Linked DNA regions of Bicyclus anynana: region 1 is linked to region 2. A link is a contact called in public Hi-C data. All regions are on one chromosome and are shown on one strand. The core of a region is the stretch at or near the end of the contact, and the rest is flanking DNA. Distances in the headings are between cores, read along the strand shown. Region 1 overlaps LOC112045460 (zinc finger protein chinmo). Region 2 holds the start of LOC112053478 (cytochrome b-c1 complex subunit Rieske, mitochondrial-like).

Region 1 (7,549 bases), core at 3,261-5,760, 150 kb before region 2:
CCATAACATTAAATATAAAGTGATCGACATAGCGCCGATACGTGAAACTATACAACATATATTTGCACATCTAAACAGAGTTACATTCGCTAAAATCGTGAGAGATCGACCGCCGCCCAAGGGGATTGCGATACACCGACTAATTGTGAGGTCCTTATCACATCAAATACAACATTTAAAACTATTGGGAACCACTAATAGTAAATCGTCCACCTATATTAAATTTTAACAATGACGTAACTTAATTTAGGCATGATCTCAAATATCCCGTGACACACAGAATGTTTGTACAATCATGTTGGTAAAAAAAAAACTAAATTATACAAAACGTAAACAATCGAAAATTGACTTAATGATATCGTAATTTTTAATTTGTACCCTACTATTAGAAAGAAGTGATGCAAGTTATATAAATGAAATGGCGATCCCTTAGTGTCAACTTTTCGGATATCCTTCAATACCCCTTAATATAAAAACAAATCGAAAGAAAAAAAAAATAAAAGCTCAAAACATGATGCATTAATGCAATTCCCTTTTTCGTATCACAAATAAACATTAAATGTCAAAAGAAATCACATCTATGAATTTTTAATTCATACGAAGAACGAAAGGACAAAACAGAATACTCGATTTCCATCCTCTTACATAATTTCTCAAAGAAAGTAAAAAATAATTTTAACAGTTAAACCGAAATAGCAAAACACTTGTTCTTAACAATACACTTAACACAAGAAATACCAAAAATATGAAACAATATTACTTATTAACGTAATGTGAATCAAAATAGATTCGTCCGTCAACTCTTAGTTTATTTTACTTTTTTTACGTTCATCATCTCAACTGACCGTATCTGCGATAGTAAAGTTGAAGGCACTGCTAACAAAGATATTTCACAAAAAAAAATTACTAAATAGTGTCCAAATACAAACATAAAGTGTACCTCAGACACAAAAAAGAGGAACACATAACATTGTCAAACCAAGAAATAATTAGACCCATGACGAAATTTTCTAAAAATTTGTCTCGTGTTTTTTGACTGAAATTTTTTTGACTAAATAGTTTGTTATAAATTTAGTTTCAAAGTCATTTTGTTTGTTGTAGTTTTAATAAGCAACAGATATGTGATGCCGCTTTTAAAAAAATACTTGTGGATTTTGTAATCTGAGATACAAATTATGTTGATCTAGTACAACAGGATTTTTTTTTGTATCCTTTGGTGTAGACTTTAATGGTAATAGTTATTACCGTTTGCAAAGCTTAAATTGCAATGCTTTTTCGTGAAAAACAAAAAATCGCAATGCCTTCACTATCCATCTAATCCAAATCCAAGTTTTGATTTTTTTTTTTATTTTTAGGCCACACCTTTTCTTTTCTTTTTGCGTGCAAATGTTATTTTACCGAACGACATTGAAACTTTTAGTATGGCATCGGCATACCTTCTATCCACCATTTCGTAAAACAACAGTCACAAATAAATACCATATCAATAAACAATCGTATGAAACAAGAAACAAAAAAAGCTTTGTTTCCGAATTAAAATTGTTAAAGTTATATGTAGGTGTTATCTGTGAATAGAAATGCAAAATGGCGGATGGTACGCATTAAACGTTTCATTACCCTTCCTATGACCGCAAGCCGAACCTTTAAAACAAAACAACAAATGCGTAATACAGAATAGAGATAAAAAAAATATATTCTTTGAAATAATTGCTTATACACAATCTGAATAAATCTACTATCCTCTAAAATTTACTGTTAAGAATAAAAAATAGCATCTTTAAAATTGTACAGGATATATTTTAAGAATAAAGTGATACAGATAATATAGTTTATCTTATTCTGTTTAAAATTAGGTACAACGTTCGCCATCCACACTGACACAAAAGGACTGCTATCAGCAACTTCTCTATTAGTTTTAAATGCGATAAGTTAAAAATGAGGTATAAAATATTTCAGAGTAGGTAAAAAAGACAGAAACTACACTGTAATCACTGAGCCTTTGTAAAGCGTTTATCATAAAAATAAAATTTAAATATACACTAAAATATAAATATAATAAATATGAATGCAACTCATTCCTAAATATCAGGAATAATAACACCCAGCCACATCCACACTTAAAAAAACAAAAAATAAAATAAATTATAGTTGTGGTACCATAAGAATAACTAAGTTAATAAGAAGGCAACGTCCAATATGAATATGGCCCTAATAATGCCAAGAGCCCTACTGGGACGCAAGAAATCATAAAAATCGGTCCAGCCGTTTCGGAGGAGTTTGGTAACAAACACCAATCACGAGAATTTTATATAATTACATGTTATGCGTCCAAACATAGATGTTTTCGGCCTGAAGATCCGTATTTACCACGATACTCTTTTAGATGCTTGTCATAGTAATAATATACAATTCTGCTATGCACAAACTAAGGCAAATCTATGAGCCTTTTAATTTTGCTTGTTACGCCTTTAGACCGAAACGTACTCGGAGCAATAAGCAATGCACAGCAACAAAAGCAAATGCAATCGCAATGCTTACATTGTTACAGGTTGTTGGAATTACCGGTTAAAATACAGGCTCATATTTGCTTCAGTTTGCGAGGTTTACCTGAATTTTACATTATTAATTTGACATGTGACTGAAGAGATACCCTGAATTAAGAAGAGGTGACAATGGACATCAGTCATAACGAACTACTAGCATTACTCGTAGTATATGACCCAAAGTGAATTATTAGTAAAATATAGAAGATGAAATAGTTTTTGTAAAACAAAAACTTGAAGTGCATTATTAGCGTGACCTTGGGCCTTCTGACGCCTGTTTACGATATCCTATTACAATTAGTTATCCTTATGGCGATACTTAAAATTGAGGTTATTTGGCACTATCCCGTTTGCTTTGCATTAAGATCAACTTAAAATCATATAGTTCGGAATCTAATTGTTATTTAATATATTTCAAAAACGGCCACCGACAGTGTTTAGACAACAATTATAATACAACGACACCGTCGGTGGTCCGCATAAATAATTATTCTTTAAATCTCAAGCGGTTGCACATGAAATGACTAGGTACATATAATAAGTGGCCTATGTGTGCTACTGCAAAACGAAAATGTCCGAAACGGAATGTTAAAATCGATACCATCGCAAAAAAACATATAATCATTTGGTCTCAATAATAACACCCGCGCAGGCGAGGCGTTGCGTCACTGATACGTTGATGGACTGTAAACACATTCACGCGTCACAAACTTACACGCAAATTTAAAAAAAAACACGTTATTACCTACCTACTTATGCATCTAGGGCAAATTGTACTTTGTACAAAATAAAACCGTCCGTCTTTGTACAGTACAGAACCGTTGGAACTCGAGTTCCACGCCCGCGTGTGTTTACTCAAACAATAAACAGTGTGGCAAAAACGTAAACAAATATAATATAGAGCCTGTCCTTATTGTATCACAGTTGTGTTCAAAATAAAATAAACTTAACCCGGTTTAGCAGTCTATTGTGATGGATATATAGAATATAATAATGTAAATAATAATAGTAATAGAAGTATTTGCCACAGTGCAACGTCAAACGCATGTCTCAACCTAGGCCAAGGCGATATACATTCTCCTATTATTTACATACACTAAAGCCTATGACCGTCAGTCTCAACATCATTTCTAAGATTCCCTAGCTCATTTTTTTTAATATAATAAAAGCTATGTCACACTCGACCGAGAGCTCAAAAATAAATCGTCTAATAAAGGTAACTTTATCTCACAGTCAAAATAAGGTACGTTAACGCGACAAAGGTGCAAAAATGAAGGTACAATATGTTTTGAACATGTACCAAAAGTAGAAGCACTGAGCAACCGTTCGAAGTCACACGTGATTATTAAATTAAGTAACAATTATCGCAAAATTCCAAAATCTTAAAAAATCTTAAGATCAATTTTTGAGGTAGATCACTGTTACAAAATATGCATCAACGAGGTATACAATTGTACGCATTTTATAAAGAGTAGAGACGCGGCGCGGGGGACCACTTTTTAGCTCTCGAAAAACGGGACACGAATTTTTCACAAATAAACTTCGATCACTTATAAAATTTAGATGCACTTGATGGTTTCTAAATCACTAACTGTAGGACATTTACGTTAAAACACTGAATTAAAAAGTATAAAAAAAATCATCCATTTTGAGCATCTTAGATTATTGCAGTTTTAAATAAGCATTGAGGGGTACCTACTGTTAAAACGTTTAATTACAAGTGCTAAGTTGAAAAGGCCTTTAGCCTAAGTTTATAAGTGATCGAAGCAAATAAACTATCAAATTTACAACTCCCAAATTTGATAGTTTCAACAAAATGCGTGTATAAATCACCCGCGCGCGCCGAAAAGAGCAGAGGTAGATCGGTTAATAAAAGTTAAACAAATAAAGAGACAGGTTTACTGCGTGTGGTTGGCCAGAGGGCGCTGGTGCTCGCGCGCGATGTGGCGCCGCACCGTGTTGTTGCGAGTGAACGTGCGCGAACAGTGCGGGCACGGCACGCGGATGCCTTGGTGCCGCTGTCGGATGTGAGCGCGCAGGTTCGTCTCGTATCCGTAAAGCCGCTCGCAGTATGGACACTTTAGTTTTTTACCTGGAAATTGATGGTTTCATCATAAGTAAAATAAACAAAGTTGATTAAATGAAAATAGAAGTTCCATAAAAATGGTAATCGGTGTATGAGTAAATAAAGGAACAAAACACACAATTTTTTAAATGTTATTTGCGTTTAAAGACGCATAAATATTAATAAAAAATAATAAAAAATTCGAAAGTAAGTCTGTCTGTTATATTTTTACGGCAAAGCAGCTAAACCTGACTGACTCTGATTTAGCATACCTATATACATGCACAATAGCAGGGAAAACTATAATAAAGAGAGTAACTACCGTCAGTTGTTGTTTTGGTGGTTCGTCAATTTTTAACATAAAGGCATATTAAGAGGCCAAGTTAAATAAAAGCTTGTAAAATAGAGAGCACCGCCAGCAGTACCGATTCCACCGGTCTTGTTAACTGTTTAGTGGGCCAGATAATGCCGACTCTGAGGTTGGGCTCTGGATGGTGTGGTGAAGGTGTTGACGGGTTTGTCAAGGTAGTTGACCGTTTCAATCACTTGTATGTGTAAAGTATAGTATACCGTCAGCAGTAGCGATTCCGCCGGACTTGCTTGTGATCAGTTTGGTTGGCCAGATGTTCTCTTGGCTGAGTTTGAACGTTATAGTGAAGGTCTTGACGGGCTTATCGAGGCATTTTGTCGTGATAAATAATTTGTATGCATAAAATATAGTGTACCGTCAGCAGTAGCGATTCCGCCGGACTTGCTTGTGATCAGTTTGGTTGACCAAAAGTTCTCAGGGCTGGGTTTGGGCGGTATAGTGAAGGTGTTGACGGGCTTATCGAGGCAGTTTGTCGTGATAAATAATTTGTATGCGTAAAATATAGTTTTTGGCTGATGGGAGGCTTCGGCCGCGGTTAGTTACCACCCTACTGACAAAAACGTACCGCCAAGCGATTTAGCGTTCCGGTACGATGCCGTGTAGAAACCAAAAGGGGTGTGGATTTTCATCCTCCTCCTAACAAGTTAGCCCGCTTCCATCTTAGACTGCATCATCACTTACCATCAGGTGAGATTGTAGTCAAGGGCTAACTTGTAAAAAAAAAAATAAAAAAAAAAAAATAATAAAAAATAAAAAAATAGTTTACCGTCAGCAGTAGCGATTCCGCCGGACTTGCTTGTGATCAGTTTGGTTGGCCAGATGGTTTCGGGGCTGGGTTTGGGTGGTACGGGCGAGGTGTCGGCGGGCTTGTCGTGGTAGTTAGTGGTGGGCAGCGGCACGGCGGGCGGCGGAGAGTTGTTGTAGCCGCTCGTGTTGTAGTCGTTTTCACTTTTCACTCGTAAATCTGGAATTTTGATCATATTTATGACCAAGTTCTGTAGATATTTTTAAATAGTTTGAATAACATTATGTGGTAATGGAAGGTTAAAGTGAGGTTTATTAGTCAAAGCTGTGATAAACATTAATTCGGAGGGCACAACTCCACCTTTTCAATTATTTGCATCATAAGAAATTAAATATCACGTGTCTCAAACGGTAAAGGAATCATCGTAAGGAAAACGACATACTTGAGAATTCCTTTATTCTCTGCGTGTGTAAAGTCAGCCAATCCGCATTTGTCTAACGTGGTGAACTATTAGCTTAAGAATTTCTCGGAATAAAGTAAAGCTCTAAGCAAACAGAGTTCAGCAGGTCTGAGATGGGCGCCAAGAAATAACGAGATAAATTGTCTACGTCTCCCTTTCGTCCCACCGCAATGAAATTGATAACATAACATAGTTCTCGTTGCAAAGAGAGAGAGAGAGAAAGAGAGCGTTATGTAGACAAAATTATCTCGTTTGTTTTTTGTGTTTACACTCGTACCTCTAGAAACTCCATTTTGTAAACAAGTCCCTTATGCTTAACATGGTTTGCGGCACAATAAGCAGCACCTATTACTCATAATTTTTGTATGTATGTATCATAAGTAAATTGTAAGTTCCTTACGTATGTATTGAAGTGGATTATTTTCTCAGAGTGGAGTCGTCTCACAAAAGAAACAATCAATTTCGCCTCCATACTAACCTTCTGCGCCCTGGTCGTTTGACACGCGGTCCATCATTTCGTCGTTACCCGAGGCGGCTCGTTCGTATCCGTTGTTCTTGACCGGGTTCGCCAGAGTGGACGTGCACTCCGGGGTGTCCTCGTACCGCGGGCCGGCGCCCGGGGACGAGCGCGTGTCGGGCTCGTCAGCGACGCTGCCGCAGTGTGATGATGATGAGCTTTGCCTGCAATCACCACATCATCATCTTTATCGGCCATATGTTTGTTATGTTAGGTACCTATAGATCTTGAAGTCCTGAATCAATCTCAAAAACTGACACTTGATGGATTTTTCTTACCAAAATAGTAAATCTCGGAGTTGTAAGTTTATGTCTTTAGTACATATTCAATTAAGCCACATTAAGCCACGGCTTTACCACAATTTTTTTAGTACAGTTTTTTATCCATTCACTTATTATTATGATCAGTAAAACGTTAAACGCAATGGTAATGACTAACAACAACTTAATCGATTGAGCTGCGTGGTGAAGGCTTTAGATGGTACCTGAACCTAAGAGAATCAAAGGACATTCACTACAACCTACCTGTAATTCCTAGTATGTGGACTCTGAGACGGCGATGGTTTGGGCTGAACGGGTCTGCGGTGCGAGGTCGAGTGTATGGGCAGATGGGCTGGCGGGGCATAGCGCCCCATGCTGCCGGAGCCAGGGTAACCGTACGGCATGGGGGCGAACGTCGTCGGGTGCGGCTGAGGCTGGGCAGAGTCCTGGACGTCACAGGTCCCTGATCCGGAAATTGGACTCGTTTTCACTCGGGCCTGATGACGTTCTGTGGATTGCTGAGTTTGTTGCTTCACCCAAGCGTCGTTGGACATTTCCATCGATAGACCTTTGACCTGGAAAATATATG
Region 2 (6,997 bases), core at 2,064-4,563:
GGCTCCTTGCAACTAGCTCCCCAGGAAATTCTTGACACCCCATGCCAATAGGGCCACCGTGGACTAAAGGCTGTTGCGTTTTGTTGTTATCCATGCCCGAAAATGACCACGCTAGACATGAGGGTTGGTCATTCACAGGGCTGGATATTTCCGCGCCGCCAGTGTCGCTGCTGCCCGACACCGGTCTGTACCATTTGCAAAATCCAGCCAGTTCCGAATGGTTATGCCGCTATTGGTCGACCTGCAGGATGCATCACGAGCAGGTTGGCAGTGGAGGAGGCTGGTACTAGACTCCCTTAAACGAGACACTATTGTCGTACCCACTCCTAAAATAATCTTTCAGAAAAATTCGAGGGGAATCGGAAAAATTTAAAAATAGATGTGACAAATGGTATTTTTTAAAAAACTATGATAATCTAAATTAAAAATTATGACTGCACTGAATAGATTATACTTAATTCCTTAGGTAGGTACCTACATACACTTACAAACATGAAAGAAAGAAAGAAAGAAATGTTCTTCTTTCTTTCTTCTTTCTTTACAAACATGAAGATCAGACTATTTTTTATTCATCCTTACAAGACAGGGGATATGGAGCTAGACCCATCACGCTGCTTCAATGCCTCGCCCTTAAAATAGGCCTTAATATAATTGATAAATTATTAAAATACTACGCTGACACCGCGCGGTTTCACCCGCATGGTTCACGTTCCCGTTGGAATATGGGGATAATGTATAGCCTATAGCCTTCCTTGATAAATGGGCTATCTAACACTGAAAGAATTTTTCAAATCGGACCAGTAGTTCCTGAGATTAGCGCGTTCAATCAAACAAACTCTTCAGCTTTATAATATTAGTATAGATAACCTATTTTTTATTGAGAGACGTGATAGCCCAGTGGATATGACCTCCGCCTCCAATACCGTAGGGTGTGGGTTCGAATCCGGTCTGGGGCATGCACTTCCAACATAACAATTTAAGAAATTAAATATCACGTGTCTCAAACGGTGAAGGAAAAACATCGTGAAGAAACCTGCATACCAGAGAATTTTCTTAATTCTCTGCGTGTGTGAAGTCTACCAATTGGGCCAGTGTGGTGGATTATTGGCCTAACCCCTCTCATACTGTGAGGAGACTCGAGCTCAGCAATTAGCCGAATATAGGTTGATAATGATGATGATGATATTTTTTTATCATTTTCTATACTTAGATCCTCATTCCTCAGTCTATACTAATTTCAACTACTTGACTAACGTATGCCGACCAACTAATAGTTTTGTTTTGAAATGAGAGCCCACCTCATCTATTAATTGTTCAGTCCTAGCATTCCAGTCCGCACATGACATGCACGCAATATGTGTCAGCCTCAACCGTATGCGGCAATAAATTCATTGTGTAACGGCAAGCCGTTTAAATTGGGCCGTCCCTCCCATGGGCGCCCCGCGCAACGCATCGCCTCCATCATTATACCTAACCGCTATTCTGTTCGGAAACGCATCTTGAAGAACGCACTACATCGTTTGTGAACCAACCAACGCCATCTGTTGATAAGTGTTGCAAGTCGCCAAACACGTCAATATTTTGTTGGGAGTGACGTGTGACGTATCTAAACGCTAATGCAAGGTGCGTGTATTTTTGTAGTTCGCACCGCGGAAATGATATTTTTTTAACACTCCAAGTTAAGGTCATCGCATGTTCGCATGGTAGGGTTATCATAAATTTGTCAACGTGTGAGTGAACACATAAAAATTCATGCATGCATTAAGTAGATATTTACGCATGTACTTAAGTACACACGGATATGCCTCAACAAAACGCAGTAACGGCCATGAAAATATTTATATACTTACTTAAATAGGTAGTATCTATTTGCGTTTGTAAATAGTTGGTAGTAGGTCCATGATATTGATATCTAGATATCTAAAAAGTTTGTATGGATGTATGTTACTCTTTAACGCCGCAACTACTGTACCGATATGAGTGAAATTTGGAATGAAATAGATTTTACTATGGATTAACACAAGGCAACTTTTCGCCTTGGAAAAATCTATGGTTCATTAGATAGGACTTAAAATTAATCTCATATCAGTTTGAAAAAAAGTTACTACCCTAAGGTGGGAAAATAGGGGTGATATATATATTTATCATTATGGATGCTGGTGGCTCGAGATCGTTGTGCTTGGAGGTCCATGCAAGAGGCCTATGTCCAGCAGTGGACGTCTATCGGCTGATAAGGTAAGGTATTCATCATTATTTTAATTTAGTTATATTGAATTTATTTGTATTGCTTATTTTAATTTAGTTACAATGAATTTATTTGTATAATTTATTAGCTATGACGTCACACGGGTCTAAGCTGAAAATCAGCGCCGTGTATTATAATTGTACGTAGTGCACGTCATATGCTGAGCTGTACACCCTTTCTTTTTAAGGGTTACAGACAGACATGCTGTCATAAGGATAGGGTACTGACGGACTGTAACTTTAAGATTTGAATAAAATTATCTTTATTTCTTCTTTCTTTCATTAGCCGACGCCTCACAGTTTCATTCGTATAGTTCCATCCCCTGTTTTACCTACCCCTACCCCTATGGTTGGAATTGCTTTTCCATTATTCTCTTAAAATATGAAAAAACAATTCGAACCCTAATGCTAGAAAAACAGTAGACGATTGATTTTTTATCCATTAATTGGACCATTGGCATCGCCTTCAAATTGATCAGTAGATAGAAAATATTATAATATTTTCTTTCGCTTATTAGTTTTCTGCATACGTTTGTGTTTTTAAAGTTGGCAGTATTTTTTAATTACTTATTATATAAAGCATACATATTGTTTAAACAATATACCTATATCATTTCGTATCCGCACCAAAAGGTTTCTGATTTTGAATAACATAACTTTAAAAAAGTCATTAAAAACGGAGCAGTTTCTGAGGACTTGCCGAAAATGCTTGTTATGTATTCTTATAAATCCACATAATATAGCAAACCGCCAAACTCCAATAATATTTAAAAAACTACGGAATCCTAAAAAAAACACACCAACAGATAGCGACATCTATTAGAAGTCACAAGAATATTTTACCTGTTACTGCTAGCGACATCTGTTAACGAGGATTCAAAATAGAGAACAGTACATTTATTTTTTTTAATTTTTAATACAGAGCGTTAATTATAATTTTTATTAAACATATTTTATTACTTAATTTATGTGCTTTGGAAAATTTAAATAAAATAAAATATGATTAGATGAATGTAAAAGTTAAAAATCAATAACTCGAAACGAAAGTATGGCAACTATAGTGACAACTGTCAAGGTCATGGTGTTCAACTTGACGTTTTCAATTGAACGTCAAACGAGTGCGTTGCGAAAAATTAAAAGCAATTTTATTGCGTAAATTCAGTTCCCAAGCAAAATGAATTCCGTCGCGAGGGCTGGTCACTTGGCTCCATACTTTAAAGCCAGTTCAACTGTAGTGTCGAATGGCCTGAAACCCCTCGTCGTAGCACCGTCTCCGGCTGACAAACTGGTGTCGCAACCTCTTCCGAAGACTTCCACCGTGCAGTCATTACATGGAGCTTTGCCTGCCCAGAACTTGAAGATCAAACATGGTCCCAGTGGTGAGTAACATGACAATTTGATATCAACAAAGTAGTTATGAAGAAAACCATGTTACATAACACGATTCTGCCATTTTCAGCGATTCAAGTACGTTTCGCGCACACCGATATCGCGTACCCCGACTTCTCTGCGTACCGTCGTAAGGAGACGCAGGACCCGACGTCTAAGGCAAAGGAGAATATAGATGACCGCCAGTCATTCACATACCTTATTGCTGGAGGTTAGTTTTTCCTTGACTTTTCCTTAGGTATTTAAGTTAGTAAAGTACCTAAACTGTACATAACTCAAGAGTGAACTGATTACTAGACACCAGGCAATGTTAACATATGCTTTGTAGAAGAGTCATTTAGATTTAATCCTTACTAGTCTCATAACAAACAATAATAATTTATGGTGGTGAAACATTGAAGAAGCTAGTGGTTATTTTTCTGAAATAGTTTTAATAATTCTTTTTCTTATCCTATTGTCACATATAAATGATGATGATAGGTACAAAAAATTCAATTAAAAAAAAAACAAGAAGTACTAGCAGTCAATTTGTCTGTTTGATTTGATAATTGTAGAAAAAGTGAGTGTTCAAGTATAAATTCAAGTCATTTTCCATTCCAGTGACAAGTTATTGTTTATTTTTCTGTTGTCAGTCATTAAATGTGTTAAGTGCTAAATTCAATTTGACTGCTATTATTCTACAATTTTGTCTCTTCTCTCAGCATATGTCATGCGCATCGTAGGCTTACTGGATTAGTTATGCTGCATAGCTATACTTGTCCCTCATGGTTGTGTTTAGAGCAGACCAGAAGTTTGCCATGATCACAGACAACCTGATATAAGACACTTCATTATTCATTTTGATTGCCTCCGTGGTGCAGTAGTATGAGTGGTAGATTTACAACACAGAGGTCCTGAATTCGATCTCCGGCAGGGCAGATTGAGATTTTCTTAATTGGCCCAGATCGGCTTCGGCTGTGACTAGTTACCACTAGCAGCAAAGACATATTGCCACGCGATTTAGCGTTCCGGTACCATGTTGTGTAGAAACCGAAAGGAGTGTGGATTTTCATCCTCCTCCTAATAAGTTAGCCCACTTCCATCTTAGACTGCATCTTCACTTACATCAGGTGAGATTGTAGTCAAGGGCTATACTTGTAAAGAATAAAAAAAAAATCATCACCATTCATCATCATCAGCTGATGGACATCCTCTGCATGGTATAGACCTTTTGTAGAGACCTCCAGACACCACAATTCTGAGTTACCTGCATCTAGCAACTTCATGTGACTCACTTGATGTTGTCAGTCCACCTGGGTTGACCAAAATGCGCTTTCTGGTGTGTGGTCAAAGACTCAACCCAAGGGTTATCAACCCCTATTCGGCTCACTGTTGAGCTCGAATCACCTCTCAGAATCAGATACACTTACATAAATTAAACACTTAAAAAAAAAATTAATCACTTACATTAATTAAAATATTTTTTTTTAAATATTTCAGCTGGGAGTGTAGCTGCAGCTTATTCAGCCAAGACGGTTGTGACACATTTTGTGTCGTCCATGGCAGCTGCTGCCGACGTCCTTGCCTTGGCCAAAATTGAAATCAAAATGGCTGAAATTCCTGAGGGCAAGTCTGTTACTTTCAAGTGGCGTGGTAAGCCACTCTTCATCCGCCACAGGTAAATCAATACTAATCTACACTGATATTTTTTTTTTTTATTCTTTACAAGTTAGCCCTTGACTACAATCTCACATGATGGTAAGTGATGACGGAGTCTAAGATGGAAGCGGGCTAACATGTTAGGAGGAGGATGAATATCCACACCCCTTTCGGTTTATACACGACATCGTACCGGAACGCTAAATCGCTTGGCGGCACGTCTTTGTCGGTAGGGTGGTAACTAGCCACGGCCCAAGCCTCCCACCAGCCAGACCTGGACCAATTAAGAAAACCTCAATTGGCCCAGCCGGGATCGAACCCAGGACCTCCGTCTTGTAAATCCACCACGCATACAACTGCACCACGGAGGCCGTCAAATTAGTATTATAAAAAAGAAGGATTTGTATTCTTCTATGTAACAAATAAACTCAAAAACTACTAGACTGATTTGAAACATTCTTCACCATTGGAAGTAACATTGTTGTTTTTGTTCATCCTCGTATTCCCAAGGGAACGAAGGGATAATGCTGGTGAAACTGTAGTTCTTCTAGTTTTTTTTTTAAATATCATCATCTTCAAAAAACCATTTTAATGGTCCATTACATACACCCACCATGCCAATCCAACTCGATAACAATAAAGATTGATGGTCTCTGAGGCACGGGGTATAACACTAACAACTTACAAGAAAGAAATTTAGTGGACAATTCAAATAGAGTTTTAATTATTACAAAGACTAAATATGAAAACATAAATATAAACATACATGCAGCCAAACATAAAACCTCCTCCTTTTTGGAAGTTGGTTAAAAATTTGTGTTTTATTTGAATTTTTTAGATTTTTTTTGCAAACAACAGTACAATTTATACAGTATGTATTACTTTTTTTAGACAAACAAAATTGTCTCTGGTTCTTAAGATTCTCTTGCCTTTTGTAGGACCGCCAGCGAGATCGCGACAGAGAAAGCAGTACCCATCGATCAGTTACGAGACCCGCAACACGACGACGTCCGCACTCAAGATCCGAAATGGTTGGTTGTTATCGGAGTCTGCACCCACCTGGGTTGTGTCCCAGTGGCCAACTCAGGTGACTTCGGTGGCTATTACTGCCCGTGTCACGGTTCCCATTACGATGCTTCAGGGAGGATCCGCAAAGGCCCCGCACCTCTGAACCTTGAAGTACCACCCTACACGTTTGTGGAAGACCTCCTCGTCGTAGGTTAAGTGCAACTTATCTAATTATTTATTAGACAATTTATTTATCCCTAAGACATGTAACAGCAATAGAAATCGATGCGATACCAATAAATGTGATTTAATTATAAATGTTACTGTTATATTTTTTATTTGAAGTTTACTGGAAGAAGTGGAAGTTTGTTTACCCGTATTAAGCTAAGGCCAAATCGCAGGGTGCACTTTGTCGATCAGCAGGCCTGTTATGGCCATTCAAATAATGAGTTGTCACTACATTATTTTTCATCATATTTTGGTTTTTGCGATCATCTAACACGGGTTTTTTAATGAAAATGTATTTACAACTCCATTTTACTTCAAGTGGCAATCATTTTGTGAATGTCTAACATGATTATTTTAACGAAATAACGTAAATAATAATGGTTCTTTTTTAAAATAATGATACTACTTACTACTACCACTACAATACTAATGTCACTGCTATACTTTACACACGTAACTCTTATTTTGTGTGTTGTGTTACATTTCTCAC

The links. A called contact is a pair of places that touch in the nucleus more often than the background predicts.
Region 1: a contact with region 2 is called in a Hi-C map of whole larva, with 2.9 times the contacts expected there. The contact joins the enhancer-like site here to the promoter of LOC112053478 in region 2. A contact is called at or near these places in 2 of 2 Hi-C or Micro-C datasets (whole body and whole larva).

Annotation. Positions count from the first base shown.
Region 1 is chr3:3,224,267-3,231,815 of ilBicAnyn1.1, reverse strand. It overlaps LOC112045460 (zinc finger protein chinmo), which reads right to left. Exons shown (of 7, transcript XM_052891071.1): 4 at 7,225-7,535; 5 at 6,662-6,864; 6 at 5,745-5,942; 7 at 1-4,635. The coding sequence ends at 4,442. Among protein-coding and RNA genes, the nearest start is that of LOC112045492, 12 kb to the left of the region's middle. Within about 2 kb of position 4,510, at least 8 of the 8 cell types and tissues checked have open chromatin away from gene starts, as enhancers often do.
Region 2 is chr3:3,072,682-3,079,678 of ilBicAnyn1.1, reverse strand. LOC112053478 (cytochrome b-c1 complex subunit Rieske, mitochondrial-like) reads left to right here and starts at 3,313. Exons shown (of 4, transcript XM_024092893.2): 1 at 3,313-3,623; 2 at 3,704-3,844; 3 at 5,113-5,290; 4 at 6,210-6,602. The coding sequence starts at 3,419. The coding sequence ends at 6,495.